2 separate regions of the Rattus norvegicus genome follow, and region 2 is linked to region 1. A link is a contact called in public Hi-C data. All regions are on one chromosome and are shown on one strand. The core of a region is the stretch at or near the end of the contact, and the rest is flanking DNA. Distances in the headings are between cores, read along the strand shown.

What was found. Hi-C and Micro-C count contacts between places; a contact is called where the count stands out from the background.
Region 2: a Hi-C map of liver shows a contact between it and region 1, with 4 times the contacts expected there. The contact joins the promoter of Blcap here to the promoter of Rbl1 in region 1. A contact is called at or near these places in 3 of 12 Hi-C or Micro-C datasets (Schwann cells, liver and mammary epithelial cells) and 1 of 1 datasets of contacts at active chromatin or transcription factors (oligodendrocytes).

What each region holds. Positions count from the first base shown.
Region 1 is chr3:166,286,068-166,292,898 of GRCr8, forward strand. It overlaps Rbl1 (RB transcriptional corepressor like 1), which reads right to left and starts at 3,309. Exons shown (of 22, transcript NM_001191066.2): 1 at 3,078-3,309. The coding sequence starts at 3,233. It overlaps LOC134486195 (a long non-coding RNA gene), which reads left to right and starts at 3,584. Exons shown (of 2, transcript XR_010065010.1): 1 at 3,584-3,890; 2 at 4,176-6,831.
Region 2 is chr3:166,647,593-166,654,127 of GRCr8, forward strand. Blcap (BLCAP, apoptosis inducing factor) reads right to left here and starts at 5,237. Exons shown (of 2, transcript NM_133582.3): 1 at 5,158-5,237. It overlaps Nnat (neuronatin), which reads left to right. Exons shown (of 3, transcript NM_053601.2): 2 at 1-13; 3 at 264-1,253. The coding sequence ends at 356.

The sequences.
Region 1 (6,831 bases), core at 2,059-4,558:
AAAGAAAAATAGCCATGAATCTGAGAAAGCACCAAAGGGAAATACAGGGGAGGGGTTGGAGGGTGACGGGACAGGGAGAGTGATGTAATTATATTATAATCTCGAGGAAAATTATAGTACCAGAAAGAATTACAGATGCAGGGCTGGAGAGATGGCACTTGCTGTGTGGGCCTGAAGCCCTCAATGTGATCCCTGGAACCCATGTAAACATAGGAGAGAACCAACTCAACAGGAGTTGTCCTCCAACCTCCACACATGCACCAAGGCATGGGTGCCCATTATAAATTAAAATTTTATTTTAAAAAAATCGTTGTGACAGGGTTGGAAATATATGTCATTAGTAGAGTGCTTAAAACAACAACAAAATCAAAGATAGCTCTAAATCTCCAAATCTACAGCTAAGAAAAGAAACAGAAACTATTCTCTATAATTGGTAAAAACATAGGTTTTTAAGATCGAAGCGAAAGCGTAGGAAATACAGTGTAGTAATTGACTTTGATTAGAATTCAACAAAGACTTCACAAAAGAAGATTTAAAACTGCTAAGTAGTAAACCACCAGAAAGTGTGAGTTAGGAGAGTGAGTAAAGGGAAGATGTCAGCAGGGCTCCCTGTGAGTTAGATGGGGGCGGAGTCTGTGGGGAGGATTCTTAGGGGGCAGCAGAGAGAGAGAGAGGAAGATGCCTTTATTCCAAGTGCCTTTCACCAACAACTAAAACTCAATTCATATAGAAGTGCTTTCTAAAGCAAACATTTAAGCATCAATCAGCTCTGCCTAACTTTGGATTTAGAATTTAGATCAGCAGCTTTCTCTGGAGTCACAGATGAAGGAACATAGTCCAGGCAGAGTGACCTGCAGAAAGCACAAGACTTGGACTGAGTTCAACATGGTTCAACATGCTTAAGAACTTGAAACGAGTGTCTAATTTCAGTGACTTGGACATACACTGTAGTCAATCACGCTTATCTGAGAAGACCAAATAAGGCCTGAGAGACTAGAATGCTTTTCTGGGGTGTCAAAAAAAAAATCAATATATTTTCAACTGAGATGTTATTAAATCTTTCTTATTTTTTTGTATAGCATATATGTGTATGTGCGCATGTATGTGCACGTGTGTTCATGCACTCACCCATTCATGTATGCATGGATGATTGCCAGAGTTAGACGTTGAGTGACTTCATATATCATCTCAACCTTTTAAGAGAGAGTCTAGCCTATTTCAACTAGACTGGCAGGCCAGAGCACCCTTGGGATTTGCCTGTCTTTACTCCTCCATTTCTTATTACCTGTAACCCCCAGGTTACAGGCCGCACTGCCACTGCACCTCATGCTCGCTCAGCAAGCATGCGTTATCCACTCTCCAGCTCTCCCATTTCAGATTCCCTCAGTTTTCCAGTTATGAACCTTCTGTTGCAGACCACTATCCTTTACTAAGTCCATTCTGCCTTTTCCTGAAAACATGTAAGTAGTCTCAGGTACTTTTCTCTCATATGAGTACAGACACAAGTACAACAGTCACTCCCTATTTCCAATTCCATGCCTAGCAATTATTTTACCAGCATTATGAGTCAGAGGAATCCTATATGTGAATCCTGCTCGTGTGTATAACGAAAGATTTTTTACATCCCAGTTACATACTGAAATAGTCTGTCTTGATACCCCCTGGGGGATGGCTCCTGAACTCCAGAAAATACCAAAATCCAAGGATGTTCAAGTCCCTGATTTAAAATGGCAATGCATTTGCACATAGCCTATGATCGTCTCTAGAGTATATTGATTGGGGAAGGACAAGTCTGTTCATGCTCAGGATAAATGTAATTTTTCCCAAATATTCTTTTTTTCTTTTCTTTTCTTTTTTTCGGAGCTGGGGACCGAACCCAGGGCCTTGCGCTTGCTAGGCAAGCGCTGTACCACTGAGCTAAATCCCCAACACCCCCAAATATTCTTGATCTGCTGAACCCATGGGCATGAATTCGACAAACAGGCCATCACAACTCTAATGTAAACTTATGACCAATCTGGGTTTCTGTATTAGAGTGACTCTAATCCGCTATAAAACAACAACAAAACGATCTTGAGGGGCTGGAGAGATGGCTCAGTGGTTAAGAGCACCGACTGCTCTTCCTGAGGTCCTGAGTTCAAATCCCAGCAACCACATGGTGGCTTACAACCATCTGTAATGAGATCTGATGCCCTCTTCTGGTGCATCTGAAGGCAGTTACAGTGTACTCATATACAATAAAATAAAATCTTAAAAAATAAATTTATAAAAAAAAAAAAAAACACGATCTTGAGCTGTAACACCACCAAGAAAACAGGTAGTAGTTAACTGCCCTGCTGTAAAGACAAATTTTGTGTGTGTGTTTTGCTGGGAATATCTAATAATGATAACAAGCACCATTTTTTTTATTCGGAGCCAGACACCCCATCGATCATCAGGGTAACGGCCTGGCAGAAAGGAACATGGGGCTGAGAAGAGCTTTTGTGTGTGCTGACTTTGATCAAACTACAGTGCGTGGTACAAATGAACTAATTGCTACACACGATGAGGCGGAAAGAATGGGGAAGTTAAATGGCTCATACTGCTGAGCCAAGCAGCATGGCAAACTGCGTTACCTTGCGCGCTAAATTAACTTCTTACGACCCCACTTTCTCCTTCTGTGGAATGGGAATCCAATAGTGTTTCAAAAGAGCGGGGGGGGGGGGGTTTCCTAATCAAAGGGCTGGGCAGCGATGAGCAATGCACTTAACCACTGGGTTGGGTCTGATCGATTTAACGGCAGCACTGTGCCGTTTGGGGCGCTGGGCGGCGCGCAGAAATCAAGTTTGAAAGTCTGGAGCCTAGGGAACCCGGGAGCAGCGTAAGACTCTGAACCAGCAGCTCCCTTCCTGAGCTTCGGTTTCCCGCCTCAAAACAAATGGGTGGGTTGGCCGAGTTACACCCACCCTTCCCTCCCCGCACTCCTCAGAGACCCTCGTAGGTGGGGGAACTCCCACCACCCGATAGGCTGGGGCGGGGGCGGGCCGGGGGTGGGGCCTGGCGAGGGTCGGGGCCGCCGCCCACCTGCCGCCGCTCACCTCTAGGCTGTAGTTGCCGCGGATGGCGGTGAAGTCGTCCAGGGCTTCGGCGGCGCTCCCCTCGTCCAGGTTCAGCTCCTGGCACAGGGCCTGCAGCGCCTCCCTGGCCGCGGCGACGGCTGCCGCCCCCTCGGCGTGGGGCTCGTCCTCGAACATCCCCTCCGGCCCGACGGGCGGCGCGACCGGCTTCGGGGTTTTCTTTTCCCTCCCGGCGAGCTACCCACAACCCCCCGCGACAAAGCGCGCGAAAATCGCCTACTTGAGCTCGCCTTCCCCTCATCGTCTGCCTCCGCTTTTCTTCTCAAAAAGTCCCTTTCTCCTCTGGGGCCCGCAGCAACCCGTCTCCGGAAATGGGAGAAGATGAACCTCGGACTCTAAAGATCTAGCTCGGACCCTGCCTGAATGGGCAGCTGCGGGACCCCGGGCCGCGGGGACCGACGTGAGAGGGAGCGGAGCGGAAGGATCCGAGCCGGTGCTGAGGCTGCCGGGACTGTAACTCGCGCCCCGCGCTCTCCACAGAGAGTCCCGTGGTGTGGGTAACTTGGGACTGCGAGTCCTTTCACTCTAGTGGGAAGCCTTCTCCATAACACTATCCTGTAGACCCTAGTTTGTCAGCTCCCCAGCGAGCCTCCAACCCGCTCTCATTGAGCTTTGACCCTTGATGGAGATGGGAGGCGGGAGCTACCGAAAGTGGCTCCTTCACCTTAGAAGCGCCACGTCGTAGGCTCCTAAACCTCGCCAGAAAGGGATGCAGGGGAAAGGGTTTGAGGTAACACCCTCAGCCTCACTCCCAGGATTCTGGGAACTGTCCCAGTAAGTAGTCATTTCAGGAATAGAGATGTTCTTCGTGCTCACCTGAAAGGTTTTTAAAAGCGTAAACTAGAAACTGTTTCCACTCAGAATCCTTCAAGAGATTAGTTTTTGTCTTTAAAATACGTAAAAATATAGCACTCAGATGCACCAGGTAATTCTTAACCTTGAGAATATCAAGCTGGTTCTCAGTCAGAGGAGGCTTTTCTCTGTATGAAACTGAAACTGCTATTGTGCATGTCTTTGCATACCTGGCTCTTCATTTAAGTCTAATTGTCACCCTCTCAGGCCATTTCTGAGCAGTACATCTAAAAGCTGACATCTAACATCCGTTTCATCGTCTCCATTGTACTTTATCTGAAATGGTCATGCTCACTGATCCGCTCATCCAAAAGAGTTGGATGGTAAGATAGTCCCTTTCGTCTTCACTGTATTCCCCTAATTTAGATTATTTCTCCACAGTAAGGACTTCTTAGAACAGTGTGTTTGAAAAATTACAGAGCGCTCCTTGTTTGGTTGACGGAGTCACTAGAGAAGAAAACAGGGATGTTAAGGCAAGTTATGAAGAAATTCCTATGCCCTGCTAAAGCCTCATGATCTACTCAAAGCAGAGATTTTAACATGTTAGTGATGATCAATCTGGTTTTGGACAAAATCCACTGACTGCAGCTATGGCCTCATGAACTGTATACGATAAAGACTACCAAGTATGGAGATAGCAGAGTGTTATCTTACATGCTAAAAGGTGCCATACCTTTGGATTAAAATACAAAGGTATATTGCTGAGGGAAGAGTCCTCATACAGGGAGAGGTAACCCTCTCTAAATCCCAGATAGACAAATGACAACAGACCAAAGAAACAGCTCTGGCTTCATCAAGCTTTAGTGAAACAGAGAATTAGTTTGCTGGGATCACATAGAAGGAGAGCATGGATGACTCAAAGGCGTCTGCATCATCAAAATGCCCATTATTCTGTCCGGGGTGACAACCTACAAAAGCTGCAGCTCCCTACACACACACACACACACACACACACACACACACACACACACACACACACACACACGCACACACGCATCCCTGGGGAAGGCTGTGCATAAGACTATGAGCCTTCTATAGCTACAGAGTACTCCAGTAGCATAGGTTGTCATCCAGGACAAGGAGTTAAAAGATTTTAAATAGGATGGGCTACCTGTCTCAAAAAGTAAAAACAAAACCAAAAAAACCCCCAAAACTTCAATTGTGTAAAATATCCTCACCCCAATCACTCAGTTCCATGCCAACTCTTGAGTTTTCATTGGGCTGTGATTAGGATTGGTGGGACTCAAATTATGCTGGCTGCAAATTCTCCCTAAGCAGCCTGATTATTCTGACACTGCATGACAGTTGGAGACTCTTTTGGTGGAAATCTAGTTTTCTCTTCATTTACAGACCACACTGTGGTAGAAATCCAAGTGCTTCTGAGAAATCTTTTTCTTATGGCCTTGGCTCAATGATAAGCCAGACCTGCTCACCCATGAAGCAGACCAAAGAGGCCTGGAAGGTGGAAAGAAAGCAGACAGGACCAAATGTACCAGCTATTCTGGAGTGACTGAGTTAGGCATGGTGAGAGGTTCCAGTGACATTGGAAATGGAATAAGGATGGGAGCTGAAGAGAAGGCTTAGCAGGTAATAAACAAGCACTTGCTGCTCTTTAAGAGGATGTGGGTTGAGTTCCCACCATTGGCATTCCAGCTGGCAGCCATTCATAACAGCAGTTCCAGAAGATCAGATACCTTCTTCAGGCCTCAGCAGTTACCAGCCACAAGCACAGACCACACACACACACACATGCTGCAAAACACTGACACATATAGGCTAAAATACATAAGCAGATAAGCCTTTAGAAACAAGAACATGCAAATGGGAAATGAGGTTGAGTCTCCCCATTCTGTTTTTCTAAAAATAATACTGGAATAGTCTACTGCAAATCATCTCAAGATTATCTCATACATTTCACTTTGTGTTGTAGAAATTTTAATATTCCTAACATCTGAGGTAGTTCAGTAAATGGCAGTCCTCTGTCTCTGAGTGTGTACTTCTTCCTGTGAATTTTAACCAACAAATATAAATAAACGAAGCATTGCTATGCTTGACGCCATCTCTTGGTGGCATTACCCACAAAATAAAGATTTACCTGAAGGGAAAGGGATTCCACACAAAACAATGGAAAAGGAAAATGGGTCATTCAGCTTTTTATGGCCACTTGAAATCTAAACTATGTCCACAGTTAGGCTCTGTAATCATAGTCACCTTAAATTTTTGGGTTTCAAAAGAGACTTCATCCCTGTCTCTGTGAAGAGTCTTGCTGTATATTTCTGCCTTGCCTAGAGTTTGCTAAGCAGATCAGGGTGACCTTGCACTAGTGACAGCTCTCTCACCTCTATTCACAACTGCTGGAACACAGGCATAAGATGCCAGGCCTGGCTTGTTCTCTCACATTTTTTTTTTAAAGATTTTATTTATTATATATAAATACACTGTAGCTGTCTTCAGACACACCAGAAGAGGGCATCAGACTTCGTTACAGATGGTTGTGAGCCACCATGTGGTTGCTGGGATTTGAACTCAGGACCTCTAGAAGAGCAGTCAGTGCTCTTAACCACTGAGCCATCTCTCCAGCCCCGTTCTCTCACTTTTTAAGTATGGAATCTTTCTGTCCCTACAGGTCTGTTTCTACCCTGAGAATGGAACAGTTCATGAAATCAAGTCAAAGACTGAAAAAAAAAAAAAGGTTCATGAATAAACACCAGTTTTTATATAATTTCATTATCTGTACAGTATACTAACTTTAGGAGTGAAGTGGCCAGTCCATGAACTTGATAAAACAGTGGAGGCTCAGTATCACTAAAAGCATATTTGGTTGTTTGAGTGCCAAGTCATGCATGGCGTTGGAAGGGAGGGT
Region 2 (6,535 bases), core at 3,987-6,486, 360 kb after region 1:
TGCGAGAAGTGAGGTATACTTAAGTTGTGGGTCCAATCAGCTTGCAGCCATGCAGCTCTCAGCACAGTTGGAAAAGCTCCAGCTGCCCTGACTGGTGGACAAGCTGTGCCCCGCCCGCCACTCCAGGCTATGCTGGACAGGCGGGCGGGGCAGGGGGCGGGGCTGGGCGGGCACACAGCAGGAGCAGCAAGCAGCAGTAGCAGCAGTAGCACATTGGGTCACGGGTACTTCTCTAAGGGTGGGTCCTGGGTCTCTCACCGCAGGTGTTCAGGTACTCCCTGCAGAAGCTGGCGCACACGGTGTCCCGGACCGGGCGGCAGGTGCTGGGGGAGCGCAGGCACCGAGCCCCCAACTGAGGCCCCATCTCCCAGCCCTGGGCGGCCGTGTCATCAGGTGCTCCTGTGCTTCTCGACCAGCATGGGAGCCAATGCCGCGCAGGAATGGGGGGTCCCCTGTGCTCCCTCGTCAGAGGAGCACTTGCCAAGGTCAGTGAGGGGCCGGTAGGTCCCCAGAAAAGCAGCACCGACAATGATGAAGACATCAGTTCCTTTCCCAGCCCCCTCCCCCCTTTGCCCCTGTCCCATGGCCGGCGGGTGGGAGAGGATGGGGGAAGAGGGGAGCAACCCTCGAGATATGGGCGTAGGCACCACATTCTGATCTGGACCAAGTTGGAACAGCACCATCTCAGCCGCACAAGATCCTACCATGGAGAGCTAACACCCCACCAACCAGCAGAATGGACATTCTGACATCACCAGCTGAAACCCTGAATCTCGGTGCAGAAGAGAAAGTGTCAACTGCGTGCAGCACTGGGGGAGTGGAGGGTGTGGGTGGTGGAGGAAGAGGGTTAAGAAAACTAGTGGGGCCCTCTTGCTGTCCCTTGCCTATGGCACGCATATTCCTGCCTTGCTCCCTCACTCCCCCTCTCCCCTGCCTTCCAAAGCCCCACCCCCCAAAAATGTGTCACTTGATTCGGACCTATTCAACCAGTAATTGGATCCCACCTTTACCAAAACACCGTCTCTGACCCCCGGCCCTTCACTGATCTTGCTTATCCCTGGTCTCACGCAGCAGTTGTGGTTGCTATTGTGGTAGTCGCTAATTGTACTAGTTTACGTGTGCATTAGTTGTGTCTCCCCGGCTAGATTGTAAGCTCCTGGAGACAGGGACCACCTCCACAAAAAATAAAAAAACGGACCTCTCCTGTCTTGTAGTGTCCTAGGACCCTGCAGGGCAGTGGGGGTGCACCAAAAGTTCTTTTGTGGCTTCTTTTGCGACAGCGACATCACATATCTCTAAAGATGGGCACACCACTTGGGAAGGGGAGGAGGGGAGGGGACAAGAAGACAAGATGAACCCAGACTCTCATATTTGCCCCATTTAAATCTGTCCTGAGATAAAGGACTATTTTCATTCCCAATGAAGAGTGGTAGTCATTTGTCCCAGAATAAGGGACATTTCCCCTCCCCCCAAGATGACGGGTGCATTTACTTGGTGGTGCTGAGATAAGGTGCCATGGTAGGTTACCTATCTGGGAAAGATGGCGAGAAGATAACTGGGAGTGGCCCTCTAAATGGAATACTAAGGACCACGAGGGCTAATTTAAAATATAAAGCTATACCACAGATCTCCACCCAGGAGCCCCAGGAAATGAATGCTGGGCAGGAAGAGGGGGCACTGGCTGCACAATGAGCATGAGATGTGACTTGGCCCCTCTTCCACCCAGCTTAATGCTCCAGGCCCCAGGATCACCCTAAGGCAGGCCATCCTGCCTGGTTTTTCCAACCCTCTAGGTGGACACCCCCATCTCTTAATTTTCTCAGTTCATCCTTAAGGACCTTATCAGGTCAATAGCTTCCCCTTTCCCTCCTACTGCATCAGGGAGGGTGGGCTGGTCCCTTCGTTCCCTTTCTTGCTTAGCCAGGGCTGTTCACAAGTATCAACTGACTGCCTCACCAAATGGTCCTGCCACCTGTTAAGTCTCACTTCTGGTCTTACCCATCCCTGCCTCTGCATACTTGCTCCTATGCCAATGCTAAAGGAATGAGTTGGAAGGCCATCAGTCTCTCCTGCTATTTCCTCAAACTTCTTAGCCCTGGTAGTAACACCACAAACACTCAGGTGCATAAAGCACCTCAAAGTTCTTGAATCTTGACCCTGCAGATCCCCCAAGAAAACCTGATTTTCAAACCAATCACTGGCACCTCTGATGATACTTATAATTTCATTCAGCACCGGGGAATTATGGAGGAAGGTAGCACAGAATTTGGTGTAGCCTTAGCTTTTCCAACCATCAAGTCAGCTTAGGCTATCCAGCCAGGTTGCTTCTAGTTCCCTCCTAAGGTCCAGATGAACCCCATACACATTAGAGAGCCAGGATTCCACAGCCCTTGGATGTGACAGGCATTCCGAGGCTCGAGGCTCGGACTTCCTCAGCAGGGTGGATACAGCTGCTGCTAAGACCTGAAGGTAGGTCAGGTCCTTTGCCCCATAATTACTCATCTGCAGTCAGTCAGTCAGTCAGTTAGTCAGTCAGTGGCTACTTCCTTTATGGCTAGAAATTTCTGTGGTTTGTCATACTAAACTTATTGAACCTTGAGTACATATCAACAGGTTTCAAAGGAAGGCTGACTTTCTTGGAGATTTGGAGTGGGGGTGGGAGGGTGGGTGATACCACTGTATTGTTCCATATGTTCTAGTGTCAGACCAAATTAGATGCCAGCTGAGTACACAAATGCAGGCCAAGCCAGGGAGGAAGGAGTCTGGCTACTCTGGAAATAACAAATCTTGTCTCCCCCATCCCCAAGCTAGGAGGCTACTGGTAACCCCAGGGCTTTCCAGATGATTTTGGTAAAATCTTTATTCTTCCATCTATCATCCAGCAGTGAGTGTAGGGGGTGCCCTGGTGACCCTGAGAATGTGAAATGTCCACTACCCACTTTCTTCTCCCACTCCACACCTTTCTGCTCCTATGGCAAACTAAACCCTCCAGAGAAGGCAGGCGTGTGTTCATGCCCATTCTTTGTGTAACACCCACAAGTCTGACCCAAGCACACCTTATTTATTTATTAAATGCTTCCACAGCTACATATTAAAACATTTCGTTCTCACACAAAGCAATGGGATGTGTTCTTTTATTGCAAAGTCCTTAGTACACAGAGTTAAATATCCCCTTTTCCTAAAGAGGTTGCTACCTCCAAAGAGGAACAAAAGCAGGCAGGTTGTGAGGAAGTGGACTAGCTTTACAGCACCACATGAGACCCCAGGCACTGATGCCAGAGAAGGCTGAGTCTCGCCTGCCTAGCCCAATCTCAGCAGGGAGGTCACTAACGACCAAAACTTTGAGAGATGTGGGTTCTGGGAGACTTGTATGTCTATCTGTAGAGTAACTGAATTGTGACTGAAATGTATTTGAGGGACAGGACAGGGATTAAGATTTTTGGCTTTGACTCTGGGGCTGGCCAAAGATAGCTTAATTACACAGAGGCTTTGAAGGAAGCAGGCTTGCTGCTGGCTACTTACTAGATATCTACTTTCAGACTCGGATGGCTCCAGGAGCCAACACCCTAAAGGAAGACTCTGAGCTGGCAGTTAATCTTCCCCTGGAGATTTAAATGTACACACACACACACACACACACACACAATACTAGTTTACCAAAGTCTCTTTTTTCAGGTGACCACTGACTTCTTCCATATGCCAGAGAAACATTGTTACCACAATCTTCTCTGGAAATGATCCTGTCCCCTTCCCTCCACAGGGCTCATAGCACAGCAGGACACAGATTCCTGAACATTCCCAGGCAGAGCCAGAGCCAGAAGACAGAGAGGAAGGCAATACAGGGCTCTTGGTAGATCACACAGTGACAAGCTTGAACAGAATGCGTGTGTTTCCAAGGGAACAAGAAAAGAGGGCGGCCTAACTCTCATTCCCCCTTGGAAATAACAGGTAAGAAGTTAAACTGTTTTGGCCACAACTTTAAGATGACCATTTTCAGATTGAGAATTGATCTGGTTCCTGGAAACTGACCAAGGTTCCAGAAACCCCATCTTTAAACAGGAACTCATGCCATTAATGAATCTTGAGTTAAACAAGCAAGCTCGATCTAACACTCGTCATGGGCGCATAAAATGGAACTTTTTTTGGGTCCTGGCTTCGGTGGTGCAGTTCAGATGGCTGACAGGATGATTGGACCATGTCAGGCAGGGCAGAGAAGCTGTCCCCAATACATCAGTACCCTGAAAGGGACAAAAGAGGATCCGAACCTATAAACAGAAATAACCTATAAACTAGAACAGGCCCCAGTTTCCCAAGTGAAAAGAGACATGAGACCTAGAAGGAATTAAAGGTGGTTTGGCAGGAGGGAGGAAAAATCAGCTGTCCCCATCCCCCATTCTTCCTTTCCAGGCCAAGGCAAGTGTGACAGGCACTCCATTCCTTCTGCTGCCCTTGAGGGCCACTCCCCACACACTGGAGGGGGAACCGGTGTCCAGACTCGACGAAAAGTTGCTGAGAGTGAGAAGCACACCGGACCCGAAGCAGATGGTCACCCTAATACTCCAGACACAAAAGAGAGCGTTCGGGGCCCACTTCTACCTTCTCCCCACACTCCTTTGGTTGGGGGGGGGGGGAGAGGGAGAGGGAGAGGGAGAGGGAGAGGGAGAGGGAGAGGGGGAGGGGGAGGGGGAGAGGGAGAGGGAGAGGGAGAGGGAGAGGGAGAGGGAGAGGGAGAGGGAGAGAGAGAGAGAGAGAGAGAGAGAGAGAGAGAGAGAGAGAGAAACTGAAGAGGCGAGGAAGAGTGTCCGGCCTCCCAGAAGCTGAGCCTCTTGCCAAGGTCCGGAACAGAGGAGGTGGTGGTCGCGCCCGCCCCTCCCAGCCCCGTCCCGGGAGCGCGCTGACCTTGGAGGCCAGAGTGACAGCTAGGAACCCCGGAACCCACCCAAGGGACGGGAAAGGACTCCCCCTCCCCGCCAAGGCCCAGGTTGGGGCGAAAAGGGGAGGTCACCTGACGCCAGACAAGGGTGAGTCCGTACCCGGCCGCGCGGAAAGCCCGGGCGAGAGGCCAAGCAGCGCCTAAGGTGACCCCGGAGGGCTAACATGGCGGCGCAACCGCGCCGAGTGCCTCTCACCCTGCCCAGGCGGGCGACGCTACGATACCTGCGAGCCCCGCCATGGCACCGCCGCCACTGTCGCCGTCGCTGTCGCTGCCGCTGCCGGCCTCCACCTTAGCTCGCCACCGACGCCGCAGGAGCTGGGGAGACGCCCCCTTCGTCTTCTAGTGAAGCGGTCCAAGGACCCCGTCCAAAATTGGGCTGTCCGCCGCGGACGCCTGACAAACTGACTCAAAGCGAGGCTACTCTCAGGCACTTTTGCCTCAATATCGGCCACAAAATGTCCTTTCGGAACTTTTTATGGACTTGAATAAAATTATAGGGCACTGAGGTCCTCAAGCCCGTGGAATATTTGATCAGGCGCAGTTTGGGCAGCCCCGAACCTCTGGCCCATGGTCTCCTTCATGCATATGCAGCAGATTGTGATCCTTACTCTTTAAGAGCTCAGCGGGCGAGCGTGGTTTAGTTACGCTGATGAACCTGATTCCCCAGAATCTCTAAGACCTAGTGGTTTGTGCACTCTGGGAAAACTTCTCGTGGCTCAGATCTGGCCCTTTCAACCATGGTCTAAGCACGTGGTTCCTTCTGGGTGATGAAATGGCTTGCCCCAGGCTTGTTAAAAAGTCTAGATGAGTCAGTGTGGTCACTTACTAGTTTCTTAGCCAAGTTCCTGAGCTCATACTGTGCGCAAGCGCAGTGCTAGAGGTTAAGGAGGTAGACTTCTACTCCTGACCCCAATTTTCTCAGTCAAGAGGTGCGAGTGAGTGTTGGGGGACAGAGGAGACATTACCGCTGGGTAATCACTTTTATTTGTACCAGTACGTGATTCGTAACTAGGCATCGTGATTCGTAATTAGGCATCGTGGAAGGCACTAAGAGGCAAATTAAAGGAATGGAATCCTAGTGTTTGGAGTGGGTGAGGGTTGGGGCCTTCTTGGGCAGATTGAGTTTGTGTGTTGTGTGAGTGAAGGGATCTTGTTCCAAGGCCATTAACTTTCAGGGTTAGAAGACATGGAGGTGAGGTTCGGGATGGGAGACCAGCTAAGCAACCTGAACGTCCTTCCAGGCACTAAAGTCACGGTGACTCGGACAGGTAGTGACTAAGGGAGCTAAAAGAGATCATATCAAACTGGATGCGGGAAGCATACATTGAGGCACAGGCATTGACACCTAAGCTGAGGTCATAGGTATGAAGAAGAGGTGGTGAGCCCTTGGCCAGGGTGGAAAACAGATTTGACTGTGTGACTCTTGTTTAATTGCTTATGAGTCCTTAAGGATCAGTGTACCTGTACCTGGTCTTCTGTCACTTAACAACAGGAGAAAACAGAGGGCCGGGGAGCTCTGGTTAAATGAATAGTGGGTTGAGCACGGATTCAGAGGCAAATAGTGTTCTTGGGCAGTGCTGATTGGCATTCCAGAAAAAC